Regions from separate parts of the Mus musculus genome. Here region 1 is linked to region 2. A link is a contact called in public HiChIP or PLAC-seq data. All regions are on one chromosome and are shown on one strand. Each heading gives the region's core, a stretch centred on a gene start, on an enhancer-like site or on the middle of the called end of the contact. The rest is flanking DNA. Distances are from core to core; before and after follow the strand shown.

Region 1 (2,700 bases), core at 140-2,639, 200 kb after region 2:
AGAAATAACAACTCTGAGACTGAATTATTTATGAATAATTGCCTTTGGCCAGTAGCTTTGGCTTGCTTCCACTAGCTTAAAACTCAATTAACCCATTTCAACTAGTCTAAGTCATACCACATGCCTGGTTACCTCTCCTTCACTCTCATGCTACCGTATTCCTCAGAGTTTGAGCAAAAATCCTTGCCTCACCTCACTCTAGCCCAGAAGTCTGTACCACAACTCCCACCTCCCTATTTCTTGTCTAAGCTAATAGGCCAACAGCGTTTTATAGACAGGTGATGCTTCCATACGTTGCACAAGAGAGTCTCTCTACATTTTCTATTGCATTCTCTTGTTTTCTGAGTGAAGCAACCACATGCTCTGAGTTGCCATCTCAAAGGTTCTCATGTTTAATTAAATATATAAAAGGCATTTCCAATTATCTCTTCCTGCTTCTTAGCAGGGGTGGGGGTGGGGGTGTGTGCTTGTGTGTGCATGTGGAGGCCAGAGGCCAACACTGGTTGTCATTTACTAGGTGCTAGCCACCTGACTTTTTTTTTTTTTTTTTTTTTTTTTTTTTTTGGTTTTTGGAGACAGGGTTTCTCGGTATAGCCCTGGCTGTCCTGGAACTCACTCTGTAGACCAGGCTGGCCTCGAACTCAGAAATCTGCCTGCCTCTGCCTCCCAAGTGCTGGGATTAAAGGCGTGTGCCACCACCACCCAGGGACACCTGACTTTTTTGAGACATGTCTGGATTAATTTTTTTTTTTTAGTGCAGGTTCTGGGGGTTGAATTCGGCTCCTCTTGTCCGCACTTCACCAGCTGAGCCATCTCCGCAGCCCCCGTGCTGTGAGCCAGATGGTGCTGACCACGACCTTTTCTTTCACTCGTAGGACTTTCCTCCGGTGCCGACCACGATTTGTGTATGTTGGTAAGGGCCTTTCCAAAGCGACCGCCGCAGAAGGTGACAAGGCAAGGAACTATATGTGGCATGATTTATGAATACAGGTGCACTTACCAGAGAGTCTGAATTTGATGCTTAATGTAATTGTACCAGTCTGGGTCCAAATCACCCATTTGTGCGGAACAAGCATAACAAAAGACATAATAAACTCATAGGGAACCAAGTAAGAGATGAGAAGGGAACACTGGAGAAAGCCCAAGGAGAGTACCCCAGAAGGACAGACTCACAGGGGTTACCTTTGCCAAAGCTAGTCTACATCCCCAGGCAGCAGAAAACCGTGTCACAGGATCGGGGACCCACACGGTTCCAAGCTGACAACTAAGCATACACAAAGACTCAGGGTGGGATGACCATGTCATCAGACCATGGGAAAAGTACCCATATGCACAGACAAGCCAAGGCTGGTGGGCTAGACTCAAAGTACACCTGCTAGCTGAGGTCTGGAACCTGCCCAGCTTGTGTTGAGCCTGCAGTGACGTAGCATCAGTCAGGATGCAGCTGCACTCTCCTCCAGAACCCCCTGAATATCACACGCATGCGCGCGCGCGCGCGCACACACACACACACACACACACACACTTTGCTGTGGGGCCTTGAAACAGAAACAAAAGTAAGCAGAGATGTGTAGCTAGCTGACAGCGTCACAGAAGAAAAGGGGACCTCGGCCCCCGCTGCAGAGCAGGGATCAGAGGGACACAACATCAGCATGCGCAAGCTGGAAGAGGCTCTAGAGCTTTTTGGTTAATTGACAAGTACACCCAATATTGGCCTCTGTTCGGTGAAACTGAGATCTCTGCATGTGTCCAGCATGAAATAGATCCCAGCTCCTTAAACATAGGTCGTGACCCAATGTGGAGTCCTGCCACTGCATGGGGGAGTCATGAAACTTTGGCAACATAAAGAGGTTTCTGAACACACCACAAGCAAAACTTAGTTCAAACACAAACACAGTGATTCTGGCGCTTCCCAAGGGTGCATCACCCAGCACCACCACAGCCTCTGTTCTGAACACACATGCGCACTGGGCAGGTTCCAGATCTCAGCTAGCAGGGATACTTTATCACCCACCAGCCTCGGCTTCTCTGTGCATAAGTGTTTCCCATGGTCCCCTGATGTGGTCACCCGATTATGTCACCCCACGAAACACCAATATCCACTGATGAGAACATCTCCGCTCTGATTCGAGATCGTTGTATGTTATAAACCCCAGGGTTTTTGCTGTACATGCCGAGTTTTTTGTTCTTACAGAAAAATAATGAGTTAATTACAGAAACAAACATTTAATATATCCCTACCATCATTCCTTAGCTTGTAAGTATCAAATTAGGATATTTTTAGGTTGTATCGTAGTTAAAATGTTTGGTTTTTAAAATTGCCATTTAAGCTACAGATATGGCTCAATGGTAGACTGTTTGGGATCTAGCTAGCAGTGTTAAAACTGCTGTTTGGGTTTCAAAAAAAAAAACTCACTAAGCAAATTTTGGCTGGAGATCAGGTCAGAATTTCCAACAATTTCTGCAATGGCCCAGAATGTACATATTTATGCAAAGCAGTGTTCTTAACATTGGTAACTATAAAATCAAATTATCATCAATTTTGTGAGGTGGGTTGTGTGCCTGCTCTCTTGAGACATAGGCTCATAGCCCAGGCTTGCCTCAAACTTGCTGTGAGGCTGAGAATAACTGTGAACTTCCCTGCCCCCAGCTGCCAAGAGCTGTGAGGACAGGCACACACTACCATACCCAACACATTAC
Region 2 (2,700 bases), core at 58-2,557:
CTGTCTCAAAACACCAATAAACAAAAAGTCAGAGCATGTACTTCCCAGAACCTGTACCCATCTATACCTTTTGCTATGCATAGTTTGACTTCTAGACTTTGTCCTGAGCCTGGAAAGGTCTCATGCTCCCTTCCTTTCCAATCTCATTTCCAACCACATCCCTTCTCACACCCTAGATGCCAATCCCACTGCTTCTTCTTGTTCTTCGTCTGCACCAAGCCTGAGTCCTTGACAGAATGATGCACTTACTGCTATGTCTTGCGCGCGCCCTGACTCGCCAGCAAAGCAGACGCCACAACAGGATCCTTCTGCACACGTTTATTGGGAGAGCTTGATTGCAGAGGCGAAGAGACCCCAAGCCCAGAACTAGTGCTGCTTATATAGGCCTAGGCGAGGCGTGTCTCACACCCCGATTGGTTATGCATGGGTTATGCTTACCACCTCATTTGCATGTCTCACATCTGATTGGTTAACTTCTCTCTCATCTGATTGGTTAACTTGTCTCTTATCTGATTGGTTAACTTGTCTCTCATCTGATTGGTTAATTCTCAAAACCTCATCTTGGCAAAAAAAAAAAAAAAAACTTTACTACCTATGTATTCGTGGTGGCCAGCGGTAGCCAGCACCACCCTGCAATGGCACATGTGGCTTCCCACAGCTATGCCTGTGTAGATTCACTCTCCCAGCCTAGGGTCCCTCAAAAATAGAGGCTGACACAAAGCTCATAGCTTTGTATGATGCACAAGACAGGGATGGGTGGGGATGCTGTACAGTCCCAGACAACAGCAAGAGTAAGGAGAGGCAAGAGGGGAGAAGAATGCAGATCCCATGCATGCAATGTTCAGCCACCCCATCGCTCCATGAGCTCCCGCAAGTTGCCACGACACATGAAGTCTTCAGAGTGGCCATGGGGATTGTATGCAGGGTGTGTGTCCCTCAAGGCACCGTGCCACAAAACTGTATGAAAACTCAGAGGGCCATGGGGAAGATGTGCTTAGGAGCAAAGTGTTGTGAGTAGGAAACCCAGGTGCTCCTAACAGAAGCATGGTTTTACAGGTCACCTGTGGTCTAGTAATGCACAAATAGGGCAAGGAGTGTGGCCCCTTGCTTGGCAGAAAGGCCCACTTGACAAAGGCAAGTGACAAAAGTGTCGCCTTGTAAATGACTGTGATGTGGCAGAAAGACGGTGTAATTGGACCAGCTGTGAACGTTATAGCTGGTAAGCCATCAGGTAAACTGAACAAGCTGGTATGTTTCCGAGGTGTGCATGTGTTTTGTTGTTTGGTGCCTCTGAGAGAGCCACCTTTCACCATGTGACTAACCTCAGGAAGTAGTGACATCATAGCATCCTGTGTACTTAAAAAGGAAGGAGACAGTCTAAGGACTCGGGGTCAATTTTGTGTATTTCCTGCACAACACTGTTCAGTTGAACTGTTTCTGTGAGAATACCTACTGTATCTCCCTGCTGAAAACAGGCACAAGCAAAAGCTAAACTCACATAGTGCATAGCTATCCTCTAGTTCATCGGTCACGTTGGAACAATGTTTTGTTTTCAAGCATTGTAGCCCCACTGACTCTGCTAAGTCTTGGCCAGTGGGGCTGGTCAGAGACACATTGAAGCAGGAGTCATTACGGAGGAAGAGGCACCATGAGCTGTTGGTGGGTATGAGAGAGAGAGAGAGAGCGAGCAGCTAGCAGCCTGTCATGACCCTACTGCTGAGACCTTTCTTGCTCCAGGGAAAGTCCCTGGACTGTAGCCAGTAGATTGTCTTGACCCCATTTTCCAAATGATGTTTGGCGCACTACTGAGAACTTAAACTCAATAGCATGTCAAACCTGTCATCCCTAGAAGCAGCAGCCAGAAGCCAGACTGCATTTGATTGGAATCAAAGCAAACACATCCAGCAAGAGTGAAATGTAGGGGATGTGGAGAACTGCCAGCCCCTCCTGACCATCCTATATAGACAAGGGGACTTGGGTGGCACTGAACATTCTCATGACATACGATTAAAAAAATTGGAACATGCCGGGCGTGGTAGTGCACACCTTTAATCCCAGCACTTGGGAGGCAGAGGCAGGTGGATTTCTGAGTTGAAGGCCAGCCTGGTCTACAGAGTGAGTTCCAGGACAGCCAAGGCTACACAGAGAAACCCTGTCTCGAAAAACCAAAAAAAAAAAAAAAAAAAGGAACATAATTCGCAGCCACTAGAAGAGAAAGGAGCAGCCCCCTCCTTAGGAGCCAGCTGTCAATGGCTGGATACATCTTGAATTGTCACAGGATGCTATTAGCAAGCTGTACAAAACCTGTCAAACACACAGAGCCCCCCCCCCTCTGCCATGAAGAGTTCTCTAGCCCAAATGGCAGTCTTGTGAAGGTCAAGAAGCCTTGATGTAAAAGTGTCATGGCACGTGAGCACGCACAATATTTTTGAAAGGTTGTAGGGAGGTAGGCATGCCCACATCAGCTGGGGTGGGGGTGGGGAGACTGCAGCCCATGTAATGCGGCTGCCCACACTCAGGGTAGGTTCAACTCTCACAGACACACAAGAAGTCCGGCTCCCTAGTGACTACAAGCCTCATCATCAACCGTGAAGATTAGCCATCACGACCCTGACAGCATGCCTAGTGCTTGATGGCTTGAGCCAGTCTTAGAAGGCTGCACAAGGGTGGAAGTACACTATAATCGAGAGAGAGAGAGAG

The links. HiChIP or PLAC-seq counts read pairs in DNA pulled down with a chosen protein or histone mark.
Region 1: an H3K27ac HiChIP or PLAC-seq map of double positive thymocytes shows a contact between it and region 2, with 5 read pairs. The contact joins two enhancer-like sites. A contact is called at or near these places in 1 of 39 promoter capture datasets (neutrophils), 2 of 484 Hi-C or Micro-C datasets (CD4 T cells and granulocytes), 4 of 115 datasets of contacts at active chromatin or transcription factors (bone marrow-derived macrophages, double positive thymocytes, embryonic stem cells and 1 more) and 1 of 9 other capture datasets (pancreatic islet).

What each region holds. Positions count from the first base shown.
Region 1 is chr15:57,971,587-57,974,286 of GRCm38.p6, forward strand. LOC115488500 (a long non-coding RNA gene) reads right to left here. Exons shown (of 3, transcript XR_003951568.1): 3 at 669-2,700. Among named protein-coding and RNA genes, the nearest start is that of n-TMcat16, 3.1 kb to the right of the region's middle. Within about 2 kb of position 1,390, at least 19 of the 459 cell types and tissues checked have an H3K27ac peak or open chromatin away from gene starts, as enhancers often do. A contact at or near this core is called in double positive thymocytes and thymic regulatory T cells, where this site is marked.
Region 2 is chr15:57,771,589-57,774,288 of GRCm38.p6, forward strand. All of the region lies in intron 2 of Zhx2 (zinc fingers and homeoboxes 2), which reads left to right. Among named protein-coding and RNA genes, the nearest start is that of Zhx2, 78 kb to the left of the region's middle. Within about 2 kb of position 1,308, at least 92 of the 459 cell types and tissues checked have an H3K27ac peak or open chromatin away from gene starts, as enhancers often do. A contact at or near this core is called in double positive thymocytes and thymic regulatory T cells, where this site is marked.